2 separate regions of the Sus scrofa genome follow, and region 2 is linked to region 1. Evidence: chromatin contacts called from public HiChIP or PLAC-seq data. All regions are on one chromosome and are shown on one strand. Each heading gives the region's core, a stretch centred on a gene start, on an enhancer-like site or on the middle of the called end of the contact. The rest is flanking DNA. Distances are from core to core; before and after follow the strand shown.

What was found. HiChIP or PLAC-seq counts read pairs in DNA pulled down with a chosen protein or histone mark.
Region 2: a contact with region 1 is called in an H3K27ac HiChIP or PLAC-seq map of skeletal muscle. The contact joins two enhancer-like sites. A contact is called at or near these places in 2 of 2 datasets of contacts at active chromatin or transcription factors (alveolar macrophages and skeletal muscle).

The regions. Positions count from the first base shown.
Region 1 is chr3:77,989,146-77,995,447 of Sscrofa11.1, reverse strand. All of the region lies in intron 3 of UGP2 (UDP-glucose pyrophosphorylase 2), which reads left to right. Among named protein-coding and RNA genes, the nearest start is that of UGP2, 38 kb to the left of the region's middle. Within about 2 kb of position 3,792, at least 6 of the 83 cell types and tissues checked have an H3K27ac peak or open chromatin away from gene starts, as enhancers often do. A contact at or near this core is called in skeletal muscle, where this site is marked.
Region 2 is chr3:78,134,680-78,140,981 of Sscrofa11.1, reverse strand. It overlaps the pseudogene LOC110260124. Among named protein-coding and RNA genes, the nearest start is that of UGP2, 110 kb to the right of the region's middle. Within about 2 kb of position 3,936, at least 7 of the 83 cell types and tissues checked have an H3K27ac peak or open chromatin away from gene starts, as enhancers often do. A contact at or near this core is called in skeletal muscle, where this site is marked.

The sequences.
Region 1 (6,302 bases), core at 2,543-5,042:
TTTAATTAAAACAATGGCTGCTTGAAATCAGATTTCTAACTAGTCATGACACCGCTTTTGTTTGAAACTTGGTAGACTGTGTAGTCTCTGTCATGGTTGCTCACCTCAGCCACAGTAGCATGAAAGCAGCCATAGACCATATATAAACTAATGATAGTGGCTATGTTTTGTGGCACTCTGTGAAAACAGGCGGCAGCCTAACTGTCCCAGTGGCTGTGGTTTGCTGACCCCTGTCTTAAACTATCCCCAAGCTCTATGTAACTGGATGAAGATAGGATGGAACCCATACCTGGGATCACTGAGCTGTTTGTGACTTGGAGGCACAAGAGAAATTCAACCAGATTTTCTCAAATTTGTGCCATTGATTATAAATTGTACCTTTTAGGTACCACTGAGAAAGAAAACAAGTGCAGCCAATTAGTTGTAAGATCTCATTGGTTGTATGATGCATCTTGGTTTCAGAAATGTGAAAATGTGGGTTGGGGAAGGAGAATGTGTCAGAGTCAGTGATGTGATAGCACAGCCAGCACTTGTGTTCTTTCTTTGGGCTGTGCACTTTTCTTAGCACGTAACATACATCGTCTCATTTACTTTATAACAAATCATGAAGTAGATGAAAAGAAACTTTGAACAGAAAAATAATTTGCCCTAAGAAGTACTGGCGTCTTTTAAGTTTCAAACCCAAGCAGCCTGGCTTAAAGCCTGTTCTCAGCTACTGTCCCATCCTGCCTCATTCAGTTCTGAAGCAGTCTGTTATCAAAAGACATGATTCATGCTGAAATTGATGTAGTTTATTACAGTGATTTTAATCAGGTTGTGAAACAGCAGCTACATCAATCCCTTTAGCATGTCCTTGCAATTTCATACATTTCTCAGGACAGCCAAACCACTGGTTTTCATCCATTATATGCTTGCTGGTGCCCCCAAAGGATTATTATTTATGAGCCTCTTTTGAAAATGTCTTTTAAATGATCAAGTTTCTAAGCCATGCAAAACTTGTGCTGGTAAAGAAGTCTTAGTGGAAGAAGGAACCTGGGCCTCTCAGTCTTGCCACTCTGCTATCCTCAGCCTGTCTCACTCTGGTCCCTGTTGACTGCCTGAATGCACTCTAGTCATCACAACTCTGTTCCAAAGAGCAGGAAGAAGGAAGAAGGGCACATCTCCTGCCCTTTCACAGCAACTTCCTGGAAAGCTTTCAACTCATTTCCAGCTAATCACAAAGACCAGAACTTTGGCACAAAGAGCTGCAATGGAGGCTGGAATTGTGGTCTCTTATTTTGGATGGTGGTGTGTCTGGCTGAAAATCAGGGTTCAGAAATGGATGGGGAAGATGTTGATATAGGCAGCTAATAATCTCTGCTGTGCTGTTAGTGCTTTATTTAGTGAGTGATGTAATCAGGAGAGAAAGGATTTCAAATTCTCTTCTAAAAGATCACCACTTGCAAGGTAGAAGGTGAGTTGGAGGGAGGAAAGGAGACCATAGAGACCACTCTGGTAACACAGATGAGAGTGAGTGGGCTGCCAGTGGTGGCAGCAGAGACAGTTTCATGAGGCTGACAGGACTTAGTCACTGGACAGATGTGAGCAGACTCTTGGCTTGGCAGTTGGTTGTGTCTTGGTGCCATAGACATGAGACTGGAGCAGATTGTCTGGAAAGACGAGATCTTCTTAAAATCTGCTTGAAAAGGAACAGGCAGCAAAAGGAGGAAAATAAACTTCTTCTTTTGTTTGTTTGTTTGGATTTTTTTTTTCAGGCATGTTAAAGGTCCCAGGCCAAGGATCAAACCCGAGCCACAGAGTGACAATGCCAAATCCTTAACCACCAGGCCACCAGGAAACTCTGAGGAGGAACATAGAACGTAGTGTTGCAGAAGGCAAGGAGAATAGAGCATTTCAAGATTTATGGAGCGGTCAGTTATGTCAGATGCAGCTGAGGACGCAAGTAAGAAAAGTATTAATGTTTTTGTTTTTTGCTGTGCCTGCACAATGTGGAAGTTCCTGGGCCAGGGATTGAACTTACCCTACAGCAGCAACCTGAGCCGCTAAAGTGACAACTTAAGATCCTTAACCCACTGCACCATAAGAGAACTCCAGAAGTATTGATGTTATTGACAAGGTTTAGCAGTTAGGAGGATGTTGATGAGCTTGGTAAGAGCAGTACACTGATCTATAAGAAGGCCAAATTGCATTGGGTGAGTGAGTGAAAGGGAGGTGAGGAAGTAGAGATGAGTGGAGCAGCTTTTTCAAGAAGCTTTGCCTTTAAGAAGATGGAGAGAAAAGGTTGTGAGTATGGAAAAGGATGAGTAAGTATATACATTGATGTTTTCTTTGTTTTTTAGATGTCAAGTATTTGATGGAAAGGTATAGAGAGAGAGAGGCTGCCACTGAGATTGGGTGATTGATGAAATGGGGACCTTGAGATGGGCAGAGAGATTGCTTTAGGGTGGGGGACAGCTGTTCCTGTGGCCAGAAGGAAGAGGAAGCAACAAAGGTAGAGATGCAGGAAGGTCCTGAGGGTCTGATCTGGGGGCAGAAGTTCGAGGGCATTCCCATATAGGATGGTTTTATTTGCCCTCTGAGCTCATCTTGGTGGCTGAGGGGGTGTTGGTGAGCATGTTGGTGGTGCGTGTGATAATGTAGATGATTTGCCAACTTTTCCTGAATGAGAAAATCTCTGGTCTAAGTATGATTTTTCTGTCATTAAATTAATTGGTAGGAGCTTGCAAATGACTCAGAATTTGGTCGTTACTGTTAGAAATATGAAATGAAAAGACAATATATGAAAGTACCTAGTTCAGGCCTTGGTTTGCAGACTCTGTGCATAAGGGTTTGGTGACTAAGCTGATGTTCTTGGAATACTTCCTGTACATATGGAGCGTCATTTCAAACTTATTTACTGTTTGTACAGCTCATTTTCTTTCAAGCCAACTTGCTTTTGTTGGGGAAAAAAGAAACTTTTGGATTGCAATAATCACATCCTTGTGAACCATAACAGGGCAGGTACTGTTAGTTTGTTTTCGGTATTTGGCACTGTGTCCAGGTATAGCACGAATATGCTACCAAGAACTGGGTTATACTCTTGCTAATGGGAACAGTGTGTCTCCATGACTATGTGATGAATTCAGCTTTTCTTCTAACTGGAAACTAAGTTATGAACAGACTTGGCAAGATGCAGATCATGGTAAACAATTTTTAAAAGATATTTTAAAGAATCTTTCTGCAGAAAAACTAGATTGATACCTCAAAGGGCTTAATGTTGCTTAAATTATGTTCTTTTGTAGATTGCCAACTACTTTCTTTTGTTGATTCACTAGAGGAAGCTAGGTGTTTGACCTATTCTTTTTCCCAGTGAGGAGAGGAAAAGAGTGGCCTCATCTCCCCTGTGCATTTTGCAGGGAGCCTCATGCCATTTGCCCTACCTCACTTGTATGGGTTGCCCTACTGTATATATACTTGTAGCAGAGGTCTTGGAAGACTGAATTCTATTCATGTCTGGGAGAAAGACAAACAGGGTGATGAAGTTGAAAGCACAAAGATAGCACTAGTGATTGACTAAAGTGACTCAATCAGAGTATCATGGAGGCCGTGTCCAGCAGTGCATGGTACTCCCTGTGGTCTCCCAACACCTCCATCTTAGCCTGAATGGATGTCTTTGTGCATTCTCCTGGGGGAGCTGAAGGGGGGAAAGTGGAGGGCAGGTCTAAAAATGTCTCTGTGACTAGGTGTGTCCAGTGTAACTTCAGCCGTTGCCAAGCAACCTGCTAACACAGGACCCTTTGGTTTGTGGGAATAAACTGAACTCTGTGGGATTGCTTGGTGAGGTCCCTGGTAGAGGGTGTAAACAGCAACACCAACAGAGGGAACTTGTGCTGGCATATAGGGTGATTTATGTGATGGAAAGCTGAGCTTACCGCCTAATTTAACCTGTAATTAGTTGTAGACCAAAAGTGTCTTGGCTTCCAGGACTCATGTGATCGGTGCCTTTCTATGTGTGCGTGTCTGTCTGTGTTGGGGTTGGGGTCGGTGTTATTTGGAACATAAGTGAAGGACATCCAGTTGAGGCTGCTGCTGCTTTTTTTTTTTTTTTTTCTTCCGTTGAGGTCTCTAACAGCAACACTAACTTGATGACTCTGGACATCTCTTCCCTGGTCACACCCTGTTACTTCATACCTTGTGACTCTTCTTTCCATTCTCTCCATAGTCAATTCCTCTCCAGAGTATTTAATTAGCTGCTTTAAGAATTAGATATATCAAGACAAGTAGGTGTTATACTGAAAACACTACCTAAAGAAACATGGTTCCTTGACATTTGTAGGGGTAGGATGACTCCCTGCCCACTTAACTTGGGGTTGCAAGTTTCTAAATACGGCATTTCACAGGGAATTCTGGGCCCTCACCTCAATGATCAACAAGTCTCTCTACTTGTGAGTTTCCTGGGCCTGTGCCCCCAAATCTTTATTAGCTCCGTTTAAAATTTAATGTTATGCTTGGATCAGCTTATTTTATTTGACTCCAAATATTTGAAAAGTAATTCAGAAGTACATTTTAAATTTAAACTCAAGTTCTTAAGATGCCAATCTTGCGAAGATTTTAATTAAAACTAAAAGTATATTTAATATACCTTTGGCTGAAGGCCAAATTGTGTAGTGTTAAAAATAATTCTGAGGCTGAGACCTTTTATCACCATTATAGAATAAAATTTCCACATACAGGGAAAAATTTGTTTAACCTCCATAGATTCAGTTATAAGGAATTGTCTTCTTAAAGCATTCTAGTAAAAGGCATGTTTTGAAGTTTGATTAATATGAAGAAAACTGATTTTTCTTTACTTTTCTCTAAGTAGTTATTTTCTTTATGGTATGTGGACTAAAGATTTTTTTTTTCATGAATATACATGATGTTGGAAGGTTTTTTCCCTCCTGGTGAAATTTAAGGCAACAAGGTTATGTTTGGTTTTTAATTGATCTGCACAGTAGGCAAAAAATTTCTATTAGTATTTTTTCTTAAGGTAATGTCATCAAGGTTCATTCATATTATAGCAAGTGTCTGAACTTCCTTCCTTTTTAAGGCTGAAAAACATTCCACATGTGTATATACCATATTTTGTTTCATCCATTCATGTGTTGATGGGCATTTGAGTTGCTTCTGTTTTTGGCTGTTGTGAATAATGCTGCTGTGAAGGTGAGTGTACAAATATCTCTTTGAGACCCTGCTTTCAATTATTTGGGGATATACCTAGAAGTGGAACTGTTGGATCATACAATTCTTCTATTTTTAATTTTTTTTAGGAACCACCATATTTTTTTCCTTAATGGGCACACCATTTTTACATTCCCACCAACAGTGCACAGGGGCTCCAAAAGCAATTTTGTGGTTTTTCTTTAAATATTAACCATGTATCTTCAATGTTGCTATGCTCACATTATCCTAACAGTTTATTCATGAGGTCTTTAGATTTTTCTACATATAAAATCATACCATTAAAGTTATCACCATGATGGAATGGGTGAAGAATCTGACTGCAGCAGCTCAGGTCACTGTGGAGGTACAGGTTCCATCCCTAGCTGGGCACAGTGGCTTAAAGGATCTGGTGTTGCCACAGCCATGGCTCGGATTCAGTCCCTGACCTGAGAACTTCCCTATGCCATGGGTGTGACCATAAAAAATAAATAAAAATCATATCATCTGTGAATAATGACAGTTTTATCTCTTAATGGATATGCAAATTGAATACTAGATGGCAGTAAAAAGTGAATGTATTATAGCTACATACATTAATGTGAATAATTCTTAAAATAATACTGAATTAAAGAAGTCACAGGAGGATACTTTATAGGATGACTCACTTTATTTAAAAGTTTAGAGACAAAATTAAGTAAAATATTGTTACTATGAATACATACGTAGGTGGCAAAACTACGGAGAATCTGAACGAACATGATCAGGGACAGGTGCATGGAAGCAGCTGCTCTATGGCAGTATTCTTTTTAAATTTAGGTTTTCCTTTCAACCGTATATGTGTATTTTATAAACTTCTGTATATACCGTGTTTCACAATGAAAGTTTATTAGGTGAAGTCAGAAAACATAGGCCTGTCTCACCTTATGTAGAAAAAAAAATTGCTTCTTTGTATTCTATTTTTTAAAAATATACTCAAACATTAGATAGATTAAAAAGAACTCTGAACTAACAATTTTTCCTGAAATGAATATAGAACTAGGGGTTCAGTTAAATTGATTTTTCACACCCTTGTGAGACTTATGTAAATGTCAGGCTCTTTTCTAGGAAGTCAGAGGTAACTT
Region 2 (6,302 bases), core at 2,687-5,186, 150 kb before region 1:
CTCCAAACTCCAAACATTTTTTTGTGGAGAATAACAATTATGTTTTTAATAGAATTCAATTTGGGATTTCAGGAAATAACTAAAAATCTGCAGCCTATATAGGCATTGTAGAAATGAAGGAAAAGGGCATCAATCTCTCAAAATTCTGGCAGGAAAGGAGTGGCTGTTTCCAAAGATCTTTTTTCCTTTGCAATAAGCTGCTTATTGGTGCCAAAAAACAGCTCATCAGCAATGTTGTTTTATTATATAGGGATGTTTTGAGAGAAAGGAAAAAATTAGGAATGTGTGCTCTGATTTTTCAAACTTCATGTCCCAAAGCTTATAATAATCCTGCTGCTTTTTATTTTAAAAAAGGAAACCAAATGTTTGAGATTTGATCTTTAAGTCTACCATGTTCACTGCAAGCACATACTTTAACCTTATCCTATGAAGCAACATGTAGTTTCTTTAAATGTTGCCAAGTCAAAAAGAAATAAAAAGTCATAGATTCCTTAAAGGAGTCAGTATCTTCTATGTGTAACTTATATATAGCAAGAACCACAGCTACAAAATAGCATGTCTTTACCTCTGCTGGAGGATTCATCCTCTACCTCCCCTAAATCAGGGTGCCCAAGGAATGTCTTCAAGAACAATTTCCTAAGATGCCGAATAGTGTTCACAATTCTCCTTGCCTGATAAAAGCAACTGCTGCCAACCTTCCAAGCTATGTCATTGCTGCCCACTGAAGGCACTGCCACCGTTTTTGCTGCTGCTGCTGTGTGCAAGGAGGCCTGCAAGGCTGAAGTCCAACTTCAAGGGCATGGAAAGTGTTGAGGGTTCTGGCACCAATATTCATACCACTGACAAGCTGCAATCTCTGAGTCCTAAGATTAGGAAGAAAAAAAGAAAAACAACACAAAACAAAACAAAAAAACAGCTCCCTTAGCTTTTACTAGATATTACTTTACAGCCATGATGGGGTTATAGGGCTCAGGAAAGGGCTCATAGAATATTCAATTGCTATGAAGTTTTCATTTACCGAGTTATGGGGAAGTCATTCTTCCAATACGTGAATTAACTTGAATTTCGTGCTAAAACAGCTTTTCTGTGGCCTATCAAACATTCATTGTACATCTGTTTTAATTATTAAAGGAAAGGGTACAATGACCAGAAGTAAAGAATGTCCATGTTTGGAGTTCCCATTGTGGGTCAGTGGTAATGAACCTAAGATCCACAAGGATGTGGGTTCGATCCCTGGCCTCGCTCAGCGCGTTAAGGATCCGGTGTTGCCATGAGCTGTGTTGTAGATTGCAGACACGGCTCAGATCTGGCATTGCTATGGCTGTGGTGTAGGCTGGCAGCTCTGATTCAACTCCTAGCCTGGGAAACTCCATGTGTGATTAAATGCCCGCCCCTCTTCTTGGGACACCAATGCTGGTACTCTTTTAATGATAACACTCCCTTCCCAGGTGCCAAGGTATACTGTACATGCTGTACATGTACATGCTGGTCTCCTTTTTTCTTTCAAAAAAGAAATCTTGAAGAAACGTATTCCTGACTTGTTTAATGCTCTTTTTTTTCAACAAGATATAAAACTATGCTGAAAACTGTGCTTCTCCAGAGCAGTTTCTCACAGTAATCTGGAAAGCAGGCTTCTGCACTAATCCTCAGCTTGGCTCAAATAAAACTCTTTTCTATTCTTATTATTGCTTGTGTATTATTTTGTCAACAGCTATTTGTTGAAAGAATGAATGAGTCCAACTGGTTGGGCTGCAAATAATCTGAGCAGCAAATGCCAGGTTGTACTCAGATGTATTTAATTCCATTTGCTGCTCTAAATGTCACCTCTATACCTTTGTTGTTTCTTCCACTGGGTTAGTTCCCTTCTGGTGGCAACTTGAGTTGTCTTATAGATAGAATTCCAGAAGGCCTACCTCCATGAAACCCCCAGGCATGCCCAGAGATGCCTGAATCCTGGGGAGAAGAAATCTGAGGTTCAAACATTACCACATACTATCTTTATTTTAGAAAAGAGAATTACAGAATTGACATACAAAAAAACCAAGCTTTTATTTTTCATATGATTCTCATTAAGAGTTAAAAATTGGTAGCCTGAGGCCAAATCTGGCCAGATGATTTAATTAAAGCCTACATGATTATTTAAAAAAATTTTTGAATTAGAACCATCTAAATCAATGGTTCTCACACATGAAAGTGGTCAGAATCAAGCTTGTTAAAACTCAGATTGCTAGGCTCCACTCCCAGCTAGTAGTTAATAAAAATGATTAATTTTATTTATTTATTTATTTATTTTTATCTTTTTAGGGCTGCACCTGTGGCAAATGTGGAGGTTCCCAGACTCGGCGGGGGGGGGGGGGGGGGGGAGGAGCGTCGAATCAGAGCTGTAGCTGCTAGCCTACACCACAGACACAGCAACGTGGGATCTGAGCCATGTCTGTGACCTAAACCACAGCTCATGGCAGCACCGGATCCTTAACCTACTGAACAAGGCCAGGGATCGAATGTAAGTCCTCACGGGTGCTAGTCAGATTCGTTTCCTATCAGCCATGACAGAACTCCTGGAGTTAATTTTAATATAACAGAAGAAAAGCAAACTGAGCGATATGAAATAGCTGAACTTCAGATAAATTTTCTATCACATTTCAGGCATGTTTTAGAGATTGTGATAATGTGTGCTTGGTCTTGTCTCAGTCCTGATCTCTAACTCTTGGCTAAACCTAGAGGAATTTTATGATTGCATATCCAGTGATATCAGTCCCCTCAATCCCTAATAGTTCATCTTGCTGTGTGTTTTTCTTAGTAGCCTGTTATTCTTTCCGTAAAAAGGATAAAATATATAAAAACAAAGAAAGGAAGGAAGAAAAAAAGGGGGAAGGGAGGGAGAGAGGGAGGGAGGAAGAAAGGGAAGAAAATGCCTATTTCAATGTCTATATTCCAGTTTGCCATTTTAGTGGTCCTCTTAATTAAAGTGCCATATAACGTACAGATGATGTTTGCTGAGCATTATAGGGAGAACTAGCTTTTTGTTAAATAGGTCTGGTCTTTCTATTTCATTATGGAATAGGTCCAAAGGACATTACAATGTGGTCACATCAGAGTTTATGGTACCCTGCCTGATCCATACCCTCTCGCTGTGGAAGGAGGTTGCGCTAAAAGTCTAGTCTTGTTCAATTCGTTTTATGCAGCCAGTTACTGCTATGAGCCTTCTTTTTTATCCATAAAATTCTAATGAGATTATCTTTAGATCATTAACACAAAACCCCAGAGCAGTGTTAATGAACAAAAAAGACCCATACAAGATGACATAAAACTGTTGATGTATTGTTTATTGTATGCTCTGCACAATGACACAACCATGACCTTGTAGAATGTCTGAGTAATGTACCAGGGAGCACCAGGGAAACTCTATACTCAGTCCTTGCATTAACAACACAGATCACATTGTTATCAACTGTGTCTCATTAACTAGAGAATCTAAGAAGGCTTTAATTGAAAATAAACTGAAAATTTATCAGGACCAGCAATGACCTAGCCAAATGGGAGAGAAGGAACTAACTTTTCTTGAGCTTCATTTTTATAATAAATAGGTTGTTTACATCCTTTTCATCCTCAAACAACTTTGTGGAATTGGTATTGTTTGTATTTTCAGGTTGCAGATGAGGAAACAGGGCTTGGAGGGGTTGATGTGATGAGCAAGAATGTGAATCTAGATCTGTCCAACATTAGGACTTTTTTTTTTTTCCTGAGCTGTTTCCCTTCCTGCAAGTCGTTATCCCAACAAAAAGTCAACCATACACCACATGAAGCTTGGTCCAAGGATGGTATGTGCAGCCTGCTATATATGGCTCCCCTATTTGACCATTCCTCAGAACATCAGACCCACTGCTTCAGTAAGGTTGTCAATGTTCTCTCAGAGTCACACCTAATATTAAATGGATTTGGTTACTGCCTGTTCCTGCCACTTGATGCTGCCTGGAGAACTGGAAGAACAGCTGCTGGAAAGACTTACTAATTCCTTTGAATAGTTTGTGATATTATCTAAACTTTAGATCCTAAAGGGATTTGTAGATTTAAGAAAAAATATAACAAGATATATCTGGAAATGAGAATAGTTTTTTTTTGAAGATTATTTTGTTGGTAATATGTAGATTTATCAAATAATGTATATGAAATTTAATCCCCAGTTACGAATGCTTGCATGACAGTTCATGGCATTAAGAGATGGAGTTCTGTTTGAAAGGTCATGTGCACATTTGAGCAACTTGATATCAAGTGATCTTATTAGAAAGATTACATCGTAGACCTTGTGATATTAAAAGCATTTTTTAAAAAGTCATGAGCTGCTTAAAGGTAAAAACCGATTGTCTATGTGATATATTTACATGTCTTACAATTTTAATACCACGGAAAATTAAGTTTAAAAATGCACTCACTGTTTTATCACTTGTGATTTAAAAATCTCTGAAAAATGTTTGGGTAGAAATCCTGTAACTCATAAGGGTAACCTTGATTGGAGTGTGATAAGCCACTCGATGGCAGGGACAACTGCACATCAAGTTCTGAAAAAAAAAAAAAATCATTGATGGAGTTCCCGTCATGGCTCAGTGGTTAACGAATATGACTACGAACCATGAGGTTGCGGGTTCCATCCCTGGCCTTGCTCAGTGGGTTAACGATCCAGCGTTGCCGTGAGCTGTGGTGTAGGTTTCAGACACGGCTTGGATCCCGCGTTGCTGTGGCTCTGGTGTGGGCCGGTGGCTACTGCTCCAATTGGACCCCTAGCCTGGGAACCTCCATATGCCGTGGGAGCGGCCCAAGAAATAGCAAAAAGACAAAAAAAAAAATCATTGACTTCTCTAATCTATAATCATAATATGTTCCAGATGTATGAATGGTGGGGGTAAAGAGGGTGGGGGAGAGAGGGAGTTATTTCTCAGTTTATTTTATTACTGGAGAAACTGAGAGAAGTGACCTGCTAATGTCATAGTGCTCTTGGATGTGTAACACTTTTATATGAATTCACTTTCTCTCTCTGCAGAACACCTGTACTTTACTGATTCAGATTAAGGAGGTGGTGCCTTCTTCCTTATTTCTAATCTGCCCTAATTTGAAAGCTGTAATAGCCATGCAGCCCTCTTTTGCTCCCTGACCTTCTTCTATGCTAGCCTGTGGTTGGGAATGGCACTTTATTCATGTTTTGGCTTTAATTTACTAAGATTACTTATTGAGATAAGACTCACAACAGAATCACCTTTATATCACTGTCATCAAAGCAAGTGAATACCATTCCATGAATGATTGATTATATTCTTCCACCCTTATGTTTTTCAGACATCTCTCAATATTTAAACAAATTAGCCAGACCAATCATACACGATTCAGACTCACCCTGGAAAGCTGTCTCTCATATACTGAAGTAAATTATTAAGTTGCATTGCTTTAGAAATAAATAGGTAGAAGAACCAAAGGAAAAGAAGAATTTAAATCCTAAAGAGAAATTAACTTACAATCACATTTTTCTAAGCACAGTCCTTCCAGTTTTTTTCCCTTTGAGAAATCTTCCATATAATTCTCTCCTTTTGGCTCCACAGCCTGCACAACTCAGAGAAAACCCTCTGGTAATAGAAACTTACCATGTGGTGAAATTTTAGGTCCCCCTTTCCCCTAACTACCCCTATCTCCTGCACAAATAGTTTCACCATCTGTCCATAACACTGCCTGAAATTCCATCATTAAATATATCCTTCAGATTACATATGTGCCCACTTATTTTAAAAATTATAATCACTTCAACATTCCCATCAACTGAACACAACTATTTATCTTGTTTTAACTATCTCTGATATTTTTAATGCTTCTGCGATTTTTTTAATCATACAGACAGCATGTGAATGTATGTTTAGTTCTGGTTATTCATTTGATATTGTTTAAAATATCTAAATTCCAATACAAGGCATATATTTATTATGTTATTTTTATTGTCAGTGTGTTCTACTTTGAGAAATTACAATGAATAAGGAATTTGAATTGCTTCAAGTTTGTTTTCACAAGTATTTCTGCCTTAAACATTATTGTACACATTGGTTTGATTCTGACTTTTTGAGATTATTTTCCTAAGTAACCTTAAATTTCCCAAAGTAGAAATCCTAAGAATGGCAATGTTTTAATATTTCATTTCGTATACAACATGGTTAAACCTACTCCACTGAAAGAGTATATTGATTTGAAATGCCAGCAACAACATATGAGTACAGAGTATCTATCTATATATACAGTGTTAGTTGATTGCTAATATTTCTTAA